2 separate regions of the Capra hircus genome follow, and region 1 is linked to region 2. Evidence: chromatin contacts called from public Hi-C data. All regions are on one chromosome and are shown on one strand. The core of a region is the stretch at or near the end of the contact, and the rest is flanking DNA. Distances in the headings are between cores, read along the strand shown. Region 1 overlaps OSCP1 (protein OSCP1). Region 2 holds the start of SH3D21 (SH3 domain-containing protein 21).

What was found. A called contact is a pair of places that touch in the nucleus more often than the background predicts.
Region 1: a contact with region 2 is called in a Hi-C map of liver, with 3 times the contacts expected there. The contact joins the enhancer-like site here to the promoter of SH3D21 in region 2. A contact is called at or near these places in 2 of 5 Hi-C or Micro-C datasets (blood and liver).

The regions. Positions count from the first base shown.
Region 1 is chr3:11,349,529-11,355,075 of ARS1.2, reverse strand. It overlaps OSCP1 (protein OSCP1), which reads left to right. Exons shown (of 10, transcript XM_005678691.2): 7 at 149-218; 8 at 1,715-1,854; 9 at 2,782-2,845; 10 at 3,084-3,433. The coding sequence ends at 3,200. Among named protein-coding and RNA genes, the nearest start is that of LSM10, 11 kb to the right of the region's middle. Within about 2 kb of position 1,320, at least 3 of the 5 cell types and tissues checked have an H3K27ac peak or open chromatin away from gene starts, as enhancers often do.
Region 2 is chr3:11,269,670-11,275,589 of ARS1.2, reverse strand. SH3D21 (SH3 domain-containing protein 21) reads right to left here and starts at 4,017. Exons shown (of 16, transcript XM_018041709.1): 1 at 3,749-4,017; 2 at 3,076-3,233; 3 at 2,926-2,989; 4 at 2,556-2,674; 5 at 2,222-2,312; 6 at 1,993-2,048; 7 at 1,863-1,908; 8 at 1,613-1,713; 9 at 1,407-1,493; 10 at 1,202-1,244. The coding sequence starts at 3,129. THRAP3 (thyroid hormone receptor-associated protein 3) reads right to left here. Exons shown (of 12, transcript XM_005678698.3): 12 at 4,525-5,920. The coding sequence ends at 5,868.

The DNA of each region.
Region 1 (5,547 bases), core at 71-2,570, 82 kb before region 2:
TGGTTGACACCCGCTTAGTTATAGTCTGTATCCCCAGCACCTTTCTGGATGCTTTTTAATACCTCAAAGTAAAAGCTATGCACTATATTTATGAGTTAGAAGGGCAAAAGGCCTGGACAGTGCTTTTGTGGTTTTCCGTTGCCACCAGGTATAGCGTGAACCGGCCCGTGGAAACCCACATGTCTGCAGCATCAAAGAACTTAGCTTCACGGACGCAGGTAAGCTTCTGCCTCCCGTGTTTACCTTCAGAGCTAATTTCTAGATACAAGAGTCTGGATAGGGAGAAGGGAGGGGTCTCTAGAGTTCAGAGCTGGCCAAGGCTCCCTCCTTGTTTGCAGTCTTCTCCATTCCGCCTTACCAGTACACAGGTTTTAAATTATAGTTTCTCATGGAGACTTCTAGTGATCTGACTAATTAGGTAATTTTAAGCTTGTCTCCACCACCATAATTAAGCAGGAACCACACATAAGGACATGTGAAACAGCATTGTACCAGTGCCGTGAGGTCCGTGGCTGCTGAGTTCAGCACTTGTGTGTATTCTGATTGTTAAAACATCCCCTTTCCCTGCTTCCTTGTGTAATGATGTGAAAGTTGAGTTCAAAATGAGGTTGGGGTTCTCTGAATTCTTTTGTACAAATTTTCACTGAACTAGCTATCATCTAGCTATAGGCCAAATCATGGACAATTCAGTTATGCTATAAACATTTATTGAACTATGTCTATTGGGGGCAGCGGGAGGGGTTCCCAGGACACAGAGCTGGCTTAGATTTGGTCCCTTCCTGAAGGGCCTTGTAATACGCTAGGCTTATAAAGACAGCGATAGGAACAAATAACTATAACCTGGTGGAAGACAGAAGGTGAACTTGCTGAGCATTCTGAGCAAAGAGCTGTGTCAGAACACATATCCTGTCCAGGGGGTGGGAAGGAACCCCCTGGACAGGGAACAGGAAGGCTTTTCGGAGAAGGTGACCTTCAAGTGGAGCTCTGGAGTGAGGCAGATACTAAACAGCTCAGAAGGAGAGAAAGGCACAGAAACCAAGATGACAGGACGAGCAAAGGCACCAGAGGCATGCTCCTCGGGGGAAGCAGGCAGTCAGCGTCCCTCTCGTGTAGCTGGATCATAAGGCGATAGCAGCAGTGGCCAGAGACCCGCCCAGACAGGCACACAGGGCCTGATTCCAGAGGCGAAGCAGGGGAAAAGCCGGGTTAGAGAGAGCCAGGTAGGAGGAGGGTGCAGGCGGCAGAGGGGCCAGGCCGCGAGAGAGGGAGCCACAAGAGAGAAGGGATACGAGGGTGTGCTCACCAGTCACCACCGGAGGGCAGTGTGGTCGCTCCCGTGGAACGCGTGCCCTTGGACCTGGAGGCTTCACCCAGGCCACGGGTAAAGGCTGGGGGAACTAGACTGCCTGAAGAGGAAGCAGCATTCTCCTTCAAAGAGGAAGGAAGGAAGGTGGTTTGAGGAGAACGAGGATCCCTGGGGCCTTTCACTCATCTTGAAAGTGTGAGAATCTCCGGCTTGTCCCTCTGCTTCTGACATGGGTTATTTCTCTTCTGGTTCTATTTCCTATGCTTCATGTGGGCCCAGTCCTTCCCAGAAATCATTTAGACAGTTACTGTTTTGCCTTGTTTTGAAATACCACCCGGGGTCTCTGGGGTATCAGCAGGGAATTGAATCACCTTCACGTGGCTAAAAATCATGAAATTGATTTTGCAGGAAAGCATAGTTCCAAACCCTCTTGCTAAAGAAGAGCTGAATCTCCTGGCCAGGCTGATAGGAGGCATGGAGATTCAGAAACCCAGTGGCCCTGAGCCAGGATTCCGGTTGAATCTCTTCACCACTGATGAAGAGGAGGAGTATGTTTTCAACCTGTTTCTTTAAATACTTATGTAAAAATCCTAAGTGTGGTAAGAACCAAAAAATGACCATCATAAACCAAATAAGTGGCTCTTATCACTTATAAACACAGATGTAAAGATCAAAAATGAAAGGTCAGCAAACTCAACAACCTTAGTTAAAGAAGAATCCACTAGTATTAAATAGCCTGAATCTTCTGGATTTGTTAAAAAAAAAAAAAAAAAGTAGCTCTAATGTTTTATTTAGCAAAGCGCAGCTCAAGAGAATTGGAAGTCAAGATAATCCTATTTTAAAAAAGACTGTTAAGAAACCAGAAGGAGGTTGGAGCATGACATCTTCAGGATGAGACAGTCGCCCCCAGAACCAATAGCGGTGGTAATTCACTGAGACTTACACGTGCCTTACTGTTTCCAGAGAACTTCTGGGTTCATTATCTCATGCAATTGTTCTCACAGCCATGTATTTGGGGTGGGGGTGGGCGCCTTCTATTTCTCTCTCCTTTGGAGAGGCAGGCCCTGTGGGAAGTGTAGGGACCCAAGGATGGCGCACAACACCTGGGGCCTGTCCTCAGGTCCTCCCGGCATTGCAGGAGCATGAACACATGCGCCATGTCGCACGTGCTCCAGTGAGGGACACAGGGACTGACTTGGCCCCAGCAGATTGAAGAAGTTGGCAACTGAGCTGGGTCTCAGAGTTTGCCAAGCAGAGGAAGGGGAAAAGTTATTCTTGGCAGACTTTAGTATGTGCAAAAGCAGAGACATAAAAGGACTTGACTTCCTGGAGCGTAGGGTGTATTGGTTGGGGAGAGGGTAGAAAGTTGAAGAGAGAGAAAAAAAATAGGTTACCAGATTATCAAGGACCAATTTGCCACGCTGGCAGGGAGGAAAATCCTAACCTTTGACCCGTTTCTCGACCCTCTCGTATAGACAAGCAGCGCTCACCAGGCCAGAAGAGTTATCCTACGAAGTTATCAACATCCAAGCTACTCAGGTGCGTGCAGGCGATTATACAAGTCAAATCTTATTCCCCTCCTGTTCTTATAATAACAATGAACTTCAAAGGCCCTCCCTCCTCCTCCTCTCTAATCAGCATGTAACATAGTCCCTTTCCTGACAAACAGGTGAGGAACCGAAGTGCATCACAGGGGTGGGAAAATGAACCACCAGCTGCACAGATAGGCCATCATGCCCACATGTTTCTTCATTCTCTCCCTCCTCTCCTCTCACAGGACCAGCAGACGAACCAAGAGCTGGAGCGGATCATGGGGGAGTTTGAGATCACGGACCAGTCAAGGCGGAGCGCTAGCAAGGGCGACGACTGGCTCGCCATGATGGATGAGTTATAGCTGTGCTGACCAGGCACCCCTCCCCTGTGGAGAGGCCGCTTGATGAGGACCCCGGGGGTGCCCCCCAGGGAACCACACGATGCTGCTAGTTTTCTACTAAGCGAAGCCCTTACCCTCTTGTTCCCATTTCCGTCCTAATAAACTGTGCGGGTCTCCCTCGGGGAGCACACTGTCCGGAAGGCAACACGCATATCCATATTTTCAGCAAAATATATTCTGGCTTTGAAATTGGACCCTTCCCCATTTTCTTCCTGGTTTTATGGCACTCAGAGCATCTGGAGCCCAGAGTCAGCAAGACGGTGCTCCTGTTGCCACCTTCATGACAAGCTTGGCTCAGGGGGGCCTGCTGCTCACAGATGCCCGTGGATCGTCACAGAATTTCAGAGCTCTCTGGGATGTCTTCAGCCTTGTGAGTCTGACATAAGTGGAAAAGGCAATCGCCTCAAACCGTCGGGACCCAGTTTATACAGCCTGGCACACTGGAAGCTGTCACCTCAGATGCAGAGGAAGCAAGGCCGTGACGGGACTCCACGCAGGCCCCGCGCAGAGCCTGTGGGCGTCTGTGGTTCTCCACACGTCTCTCCATCCATATGTGGTGTGGGCTTATCCCGTATGGAACTGTGTTTGCTCTTCAGCGTGATACGTCCTCCTTACCCCCAGAGTCTTCCTCTGCCACTTAGCGTTCTTGCCTTCTAAAGGCGCCCAGCGTGAGTTGCCATGACAGCCGTCTCCTCTGCTTCGCCATTAGCGGCCAAGCAGAGCTGTAAGCTGGACGTGGGGAGGCACGTGGCGTACCACTTTCCCTTCCGTGCACCAGATGAGTTAGTCAATACTTCCCTTGGCAGGATGCCAAAGTCTAATTTGGATCCATGAGAAATGTCTCAGGCCAGGGCTGCCCTCATTGCTTCAGGAAGGAGGGTCAGCCCTCCACCTCATGTTCATTCTGGCCGAGTAACTGGCAGCTCGAGGTCAGCCAACATCCAGAGGTCAAGGTCCATTCAGTCTCCTGGAAGCAATATCCGGAACGGCAAAGGGTGGGAGAGGAACTGAGCTGAGCTGGTCACTGCCTGAGATTGAACTAGCCAGGACCACTCGGGACCCCTGCACCCACAGTAAGAGTGGAGGCAAACATGTTTCTGGAAAGCAAGGGTCAGGGTACCCATCCTTTAGCCTACCCAAGGCATAGGGTTTGGATTTGTTGTTGCTGTTATTTAGTTGTGTCTGACTCTTTGAGACCCCATGGACGTAGCCCGCCAGGTTCCTCTGTCCATGAGGATTCTCCAGGCAAGAATACTGGAGTGGGCAGCCATGCCCTCCTCTAGAGGATCTTCCCAACAAAGGGATGGAACCCACATCTCTGGATGTAGCAGGCGGGCTCTTTACCACTGAGCCACCTGGGGACCCCAAACTGCTTCTTACAGGCTTACAAAGTGCCTTCAGTTTCAGTCTCTTGTAAGCAGACAACAAGCGCAGGGAAGGCCCTGTCCTGGGTCTGGCTGCCACCGCACTGTGACAGACCTGAACTCCACCATCTGTTCCCAGTGTGTCCTGGGACCGTGGAGATGGGCCACGGGTGGCCAAGAGGCAGCCTCCTCCCTCCACCTACCCCAGAGCCATGCTGATGATCTCAAACCTCCCTGTTGTCTCAGTGAATAAACAAGATACAGATCTCTGGTAAGGCAGCCTGGTGATGAGGCAACCTTTGAGTTTCATGTCTCTAGTCTTGCACAGATGTTGAGAAAAACAAGTTTATTTGCATTGTGGCTTAGGGCACCCAGAAAAAGCAGGGGAGTTGGGAGGGGGCAAAGGAAAAAGAAGACAAGGATTACTCTGGCAAGAATCTGGACTGAGTACTGACAAGGCATCATTGTTCATTTAACACCAGGCTATGTGAGGGCTTCCCTGGTGGCTGCCATGCAGGAGACCCAGGTTCGATCCCTGGGTTGGAAAGAGCCCCTGGAGGAGGGCATGGCAACCCACTCCAGCATTCTTGCCAGGAGAATTCCATGAAAAGAGGAACCAGGTGGGCTACAGTCCACAGGGTTGTAAAGAGTCAGACATGACTGAGTGACTAACCCTTTCACCTGGGTTCTGAGGCTGTTATACAGCAGTGCCCAGTTCACTCCAAGGAAAGGGGCACCAGGATCCCCATCCCTGACCCGATTTTGCCATGGTGTCTTGGGCGGTTCCCTCAACAAGCCTCAGTTCCTCCCTTCATCTGTAAGAAACAGAAAGAACTAGTTCACTGACTCAAAGCCACCTTGCCCCAGCTAAGCTGGTGAGTTTACAGATTCCTAGACGCTGCCTCAGGTGGGATCTGACAACTGGAATTTTACCCATGCCTCCC
Region 2 (5,920 bases), core at 2,768-5,267:
ACCAGTGTGACTTTACCTCGTAAAAGCTGAATATTCACATACCGTACTATCTAGCAGCACTATCTAGCATATTCTAGAGAAACAATATACCTGTATGCTGGGAGACAGTGTTTATAGCAGCACCGTAAGAGTAAAAACTATAAACAGTGAAAATCTCCAACCAGGATTAGACCAGATACACAAATTGCGGTAATTCCTACAAGGAATTGTAAACAACACAGCAAAACAAATGAACTACGGGGACTTCCCTAGTGGTCCCGTGGCTAAGACTCCACTCTCCCAAAGCAGGGGGCCGAGGTTCGATCCTTAATCAGGGAACTAGATCCCACCTGCTGCAACTAAGAGTTTGCATGCTGGAACTAAAAGATCCTGAGTGCCACAAGAAGACTGAAGGTCCTGAGTGCCTCACCAAAGACCTGGAGCGGCCAAGTAAATATTTAAAAAGAAAAGAAAAATAAATAAACTACATCTACACACAACATGGAGGTGAATTTTAGAAACATAATATTGACTAGAAACAAGAAAACCATAAACATATGATACCATTTTTATACAACTCAAAATAAGACTATATTAAACGATACCTCATTTAGGCATATAACATAAATGAATACACCTAAAAACCCCAGGGAATTATTCAAAATTCAGGATAGTGGTTACTGGTTACCTCTGATGTGGGGAGAGGAGCAGAAGGGAAAGAGGAATACACAAACCACCAGCAATTCTAGTTCTTGGGTTTGGGTGACCGGCCACGGGTGTTCGTTGTTAAGTTTTAAAACACATACGTTACGTATATTTTTAGATTGTGTGCATTACATTAAAACATAAAGACACATCCCACAGATACACTGACACATAAACAGAGCTCTTCTCTGACTCACTTGATAGATACGTGAACACAAAGTCTCAAAGGCCCAGATATACTGATCCATACATTTCCTCACAAAATGAAACAAATGTAAACACAGTCATTGATGAGAATGATAGCTCAGGACAGAGGAACAGGAACGTAGTAACACACACGAAGTGACCCAGTCCTAACACAGACCCACCAGACATTCCTACCAGGCCTTTAACCCATGGGGAGGTACCTCCTAAGGGTGTGCACTGGACCACTGGGAAGCTACGGGTGTCTGTGAGCACCTGGACTGGTGGGCCTCCCAGAAATCACTCCCCAGTCCCAGGCTTCCCGGGCACCCACCTGATTCCTGAGATACCACTTTCCGTGGGACCAGCTTCTTGATCTACACAGAAAAAAGTGTCAGAATCGGAAGAGGAGCCCTCACACTTCTAGCTCCACTCTCGCTTGTGGGTGGCCCTCAGCTGTGTCCAGCGAGTGCCACCACCCTCAGCTTTGTCCAGAGTGGCCTGCCCCTTGCCACCAGAGTCCCTGGCTCCGTACTCACTGGGGGAGGTGGGAGCACAAAGTTATCCGGGAAAAGTCCTCTTCTGCCTTGAGACTCTCCTTCCCACCAGCCCTTATCCTCTGTGACCTGGGAGAGCAAGAGGTCATGGGGAGATGAGCCAGACCCCCAAGCTCCTTCCTTCCCTGAGCCCACGCTTCTCAACATCCCCCGTCCCCATGCCCTCCCTCGCCCTGTGTCTTGCCCACCTTCCTCAGTACTTTCACCTCATCACCCCTCCGAAGAGCCAACTCGTCTGGGGCCTCAGGATGGTAGTCAAACAGGACCCTGTAGGTCTCGGGGTAGGAGACTGAGGGGAGCTCAGTTCACTGACGCCAAATCCCCTCCCTGCACAAGTCATAGGCTCCCTCCTCCATCAGCCTACCTGGGCACCCCCTCCCCCAAGTCACAGGGGCTTGGGGAAGAGGATTTTGAGGGACCCTTTGGCGGGGTGCTCACCTGTCTGCAGGTAATCTGGAGGGCTGTCATAGGTCAGGCTGCTCAGCTAGTGGGGGCAGGGGAAGGACAAAGCTGAGCCTCCAACCCCCTAAGAGGAACTGACCAACTCTGCCCACTCCACCCACTTTACCTTGGGAGGCCGCTGGGGACCAAGGATGACTGAAGGGATGTCTGGATTGCCAAGGCCTGGTGGGGGATAGTGAGGTTAGGGAGGGTGCTAATGCAGTTGAGGTCATGGGAAAGGTCAAAGGGGTCATAGGGCAAGATGTGCAGATCACAGGTTCAGGCCACTGGGGCAGGTCACTGAAGATTGTAGTCTGGTCACAGGGGTTCACGGGGTCACAGGGTCCAGGTCTCACTTGGGGGCCCACTGTCCAGCAACTCCACAAAGTTGGATGGGAAGGCTCCCAGCTGCCCGTTCTTCTTCCCCAGCCACCAGCCGTCCTCAATCTGGGAAGTGGGGAGGACGCAGGGGCATCTAGTCCTGCCCCAAGGGCCTCCCTAGCAATCTTAAACCCTGATTCACCCCGATTCTTCCCAGATGACCCCTCTCCTCCCTTGCCTCCTCACTTTCCCATTTCTGTGCCCCTCATCAATTCCATCACCCACAACCTCACGGCACCCATGTCTCCTCACCCAGAGATTCCATCGTCTCCCCTCAAACCCCTCTCATCCATCACCTCATCCCCTCACCTCCTTTATCACTTCCACAATCTCCCCAGCTTGCAACTGCAGCTCGTCCGCTTGCTCCGGAGTGTAGTTGAAGTTTGCCTTGCACCATTTTCGGGGGCCCAGAAATTTGACTGAGCAACCTGGTATCGGTCGAGAGTGAAGCAGCTTGAGTCTCACGCTCCAATCCGCGGAGCTGGGGGAGGGGCGGGACGCGCTCTCACCCTTCCTGCGTCTAGGCCCCACCCCAGGGCGGAGCATTGTACTTGAGAACCAATCACGGGTCGCGCCGTGGCCGCGCAGCCCCGCCCAGAGCCGCGCCCTTCAAGGCGAGTTGGGGACAACCTGGGCGCTGGGGCTCCGCGCGCGCGTATCCACGTGCACCCGCGCTCACCTCGGCGGCGCGCACAGCGCGGTCTCGGCGCCTCCCCCGAGCAGCGGAGAGTCTCCGGGATCTCCTGTGAAAGAGCGCACCGAGAGAGGGGCTCTCAGCTCCCTGGGGAGCGCGCAGAGAAACCCCGCCTGACCTCCAGCTCTACCTCACCTGCACCAGGGACTCCGGGAAGAGGCCACAGCGGCCTCCCAGCTCTCCACGCATCCAGCCCCGTGCGGGCCCCTTGCACACCTGCCGGATCACGTCACCAGGCGCCAGGCTCAGCTCTTCCTCCTTCTCCGCGCGATAACCGGCTAGGACCAGCACCTCTGCGGGCGGAGGATGGCGCGGGCACGCGGTTCAGAAGAGCCCAGTGGGGCTGACTGGCCCTGGCGCGAGTCCCGGACCCAGTGTGGACAGCGAGAGAGCGTAGTAGTGGTGTAGGCTTTTAATGCTATTTCCAGGCAGAAGAGCCACCCCAAACCCTCTGCACATACCCATGGCTTCCGGGGCTCCTTCCGGAGCCGAGCAGGGAGGATGGTGTGGTAGCGTTAGCAGCCGAGTACTGGGTCCAGGTAGGTTGGGACTAGCCGCGAGATTGTGAAGCCAAGGAGGCGGAGACGCAAGCCCATAGGTTGGGCTCCGGTGCAGGGAGTGGGTGTGGGAGGGGGCGGCCCGGATCGGCAGGTTCGGTCCCCAAACTATGGGTAAGGACTCCAGGACCTCTGGCCAGTGCTGGGGTCACAGCTCCCCGACAAGCTATCTGCCCAACTACCTCCCCTCCTTATCCTAGCCTTGGCTGAGTCTCCGACACGCCACTGGCACAGAGCCGTCCCTGGCTTACCCTCTCCTGGTTCTTAGCTGCATGGGAGTCGACAGCATACCAGGGTGGGGCCCCCAGCAGGCAGCAACCGCTCTTAGACGGGTCCTGGATGGGTGGAGTGGGTGGTTGCTCAGTGTGCACAAAGTTATTGCTGCTTTCCCTGGAAGGTGTATTCTCCCTGTAGTCCCTTCAAGGGGAGAGGAGGAGCTTAAAAACCCTTTCTTCAGGCCAATGGGGCCTAGCTTGGTTTCAGGAAACACCACGGGATTCTCCTCAGGGGAAGACAGGAAGGCAACTTCCGGAGCTTTCAAGGCTCGTGGTTTCCTACAGCCAAGGCCAGAGCTGGCAAAGGCCAGAGCTGGCAAAGGTTAGTGCCAGTCCCAGGTGGGCCAGGCTAACTTTCAGATCATCTTCCTGCTTAGTGGTGAACACACAGAAGGCCAAGCATGTCATCCACACCCCTTGACTCCTGCCCCACTGCTTTGGAAGCCAAAGTCCTTGCTTACAATGACACCAGAGTGGAAAAATCTGGTTCTCCTAGGGTGTCTAAGGAACAGGATATGAAGCAAAATCACTGGAATGGGAATGAGGAGTTATTACCCAACACAGATTGGCTGAGGCTCCTCCCAGAACAATCTTGTGTGCAGCTGGAGGGGATGGGGCTGCAAGAGTCTGGGCCCAGCCCCGCAGACATTTCATCTTTCTGGTTCCCTGAAGTTGCTATGGGGGACATCCACCACCTGCCCCCACCACACCCACCCACACCCACTCAGGGTGACAATGACCAGAGCCATTTGCATCTGCCACTTCATTTATTTTTTTATTTGCAGGAGGAGTTGAAACAAATTTTAAGGGTATTTTCATTCCCCCCCCCAAACATGAATCATTCAAGTAAAACCAACTTAACTATAGAAATGTAGCAAAGTAAGGGGAAAGTAGCATAACAACCCAGGAGGCAAAGGTTGGGGGGGGAGAAGTGGGTGCAGTCCGCATATAACATATGCATAAATGCCATATGATTCACCTGCTCAGGACCGCCTCCCCAGAAGGCAAGCACAAGGACCAATTTTAAGAGGATGTTTTCCCCCCAAACATCGGAGAATGTTTCAACTTAAAGCTTAAGGTTTAAAAAAAAAAAAAAAGGGAAAAGAAAAAAACACAAAACAAAAAACCCCCACAAACCACCCAGCCATAACCACCTTCCTTAATCGATCATAGGAGTTTCTTTTCATTTTATAAAAAGATTAATAAAAAATATTGAAAAAATTATTTTCTCATCTTATATTTGTAAAGATAATAGAAGTCAGAAGTTTCTTAGAAAACAGACCAGAAACTGCCATCCAGTTTCCACCCCTGTTGCTGAGAGGATCAGCAGGACTAGAAAGTTTGGGATACTGGAGCTGCTGGTGGAGAAGGGGAAGCCCAGCCCACAAGAAATCAGAAAATACTGGGGGGAGGGGAGGTGCGCACATGGGGTGTGGTTAGGAGCAACACCACATGATACATGGCTGCGCAGAAAAGGGGAACACAAGGTGGTCAGAAAGGCCTTGAACTCCTCCTCGACATACAAAACCAAGTTTTACAAAGACCCACGCAGTTTGGTCCCAAACTGAGGTGAACACATCAATATTTATTCACATGCTTTGTTTTCTCTTTTAAGAATCAAAGTTGCCCAAATTAAATCTTTCTGCTAATGTTACTATATATGCCTAAAAAATAAAAAAGGGGGCTTTTAAAATAAGGATAAAGAGACTGAAAATCAAATTAGTCCTCAGCTCCAAATGAAATGAAATAAAGAATAAAACTGTTGGTTTCTAACAGGGAACAAACCAAAATCCAAGTTATCGCTCTGCCCTCCCTACCCCAGCCCCCACCCCACACACCAACAAGAAACAAGAAACACGTAGCTAAAGCCCAACATGGTGTGTTCTGCTCAAGAGCTGGGCCTCACCCCAGGCCAGCTGCCTCTGTCTGGTGGGACGCCAGGATGCTCTTCGGCAGTTGTAGGATACTTTGCATGGCTGGTGGGGGGTAGGGGTGGGATTTTCAGAATCTTCTTGAGGCTCCTCTGTTTAGCTCCTCACCAGCCGTCTCCCGGCGCCTCTCTCCCTCGGGCAGGGGCTCCCAGCAAGAGTGGCCGCTACTCAGTTGTCGGCTGTAAATTGTCCTTCTCTTCTCGGTTCTCTGTCCCAC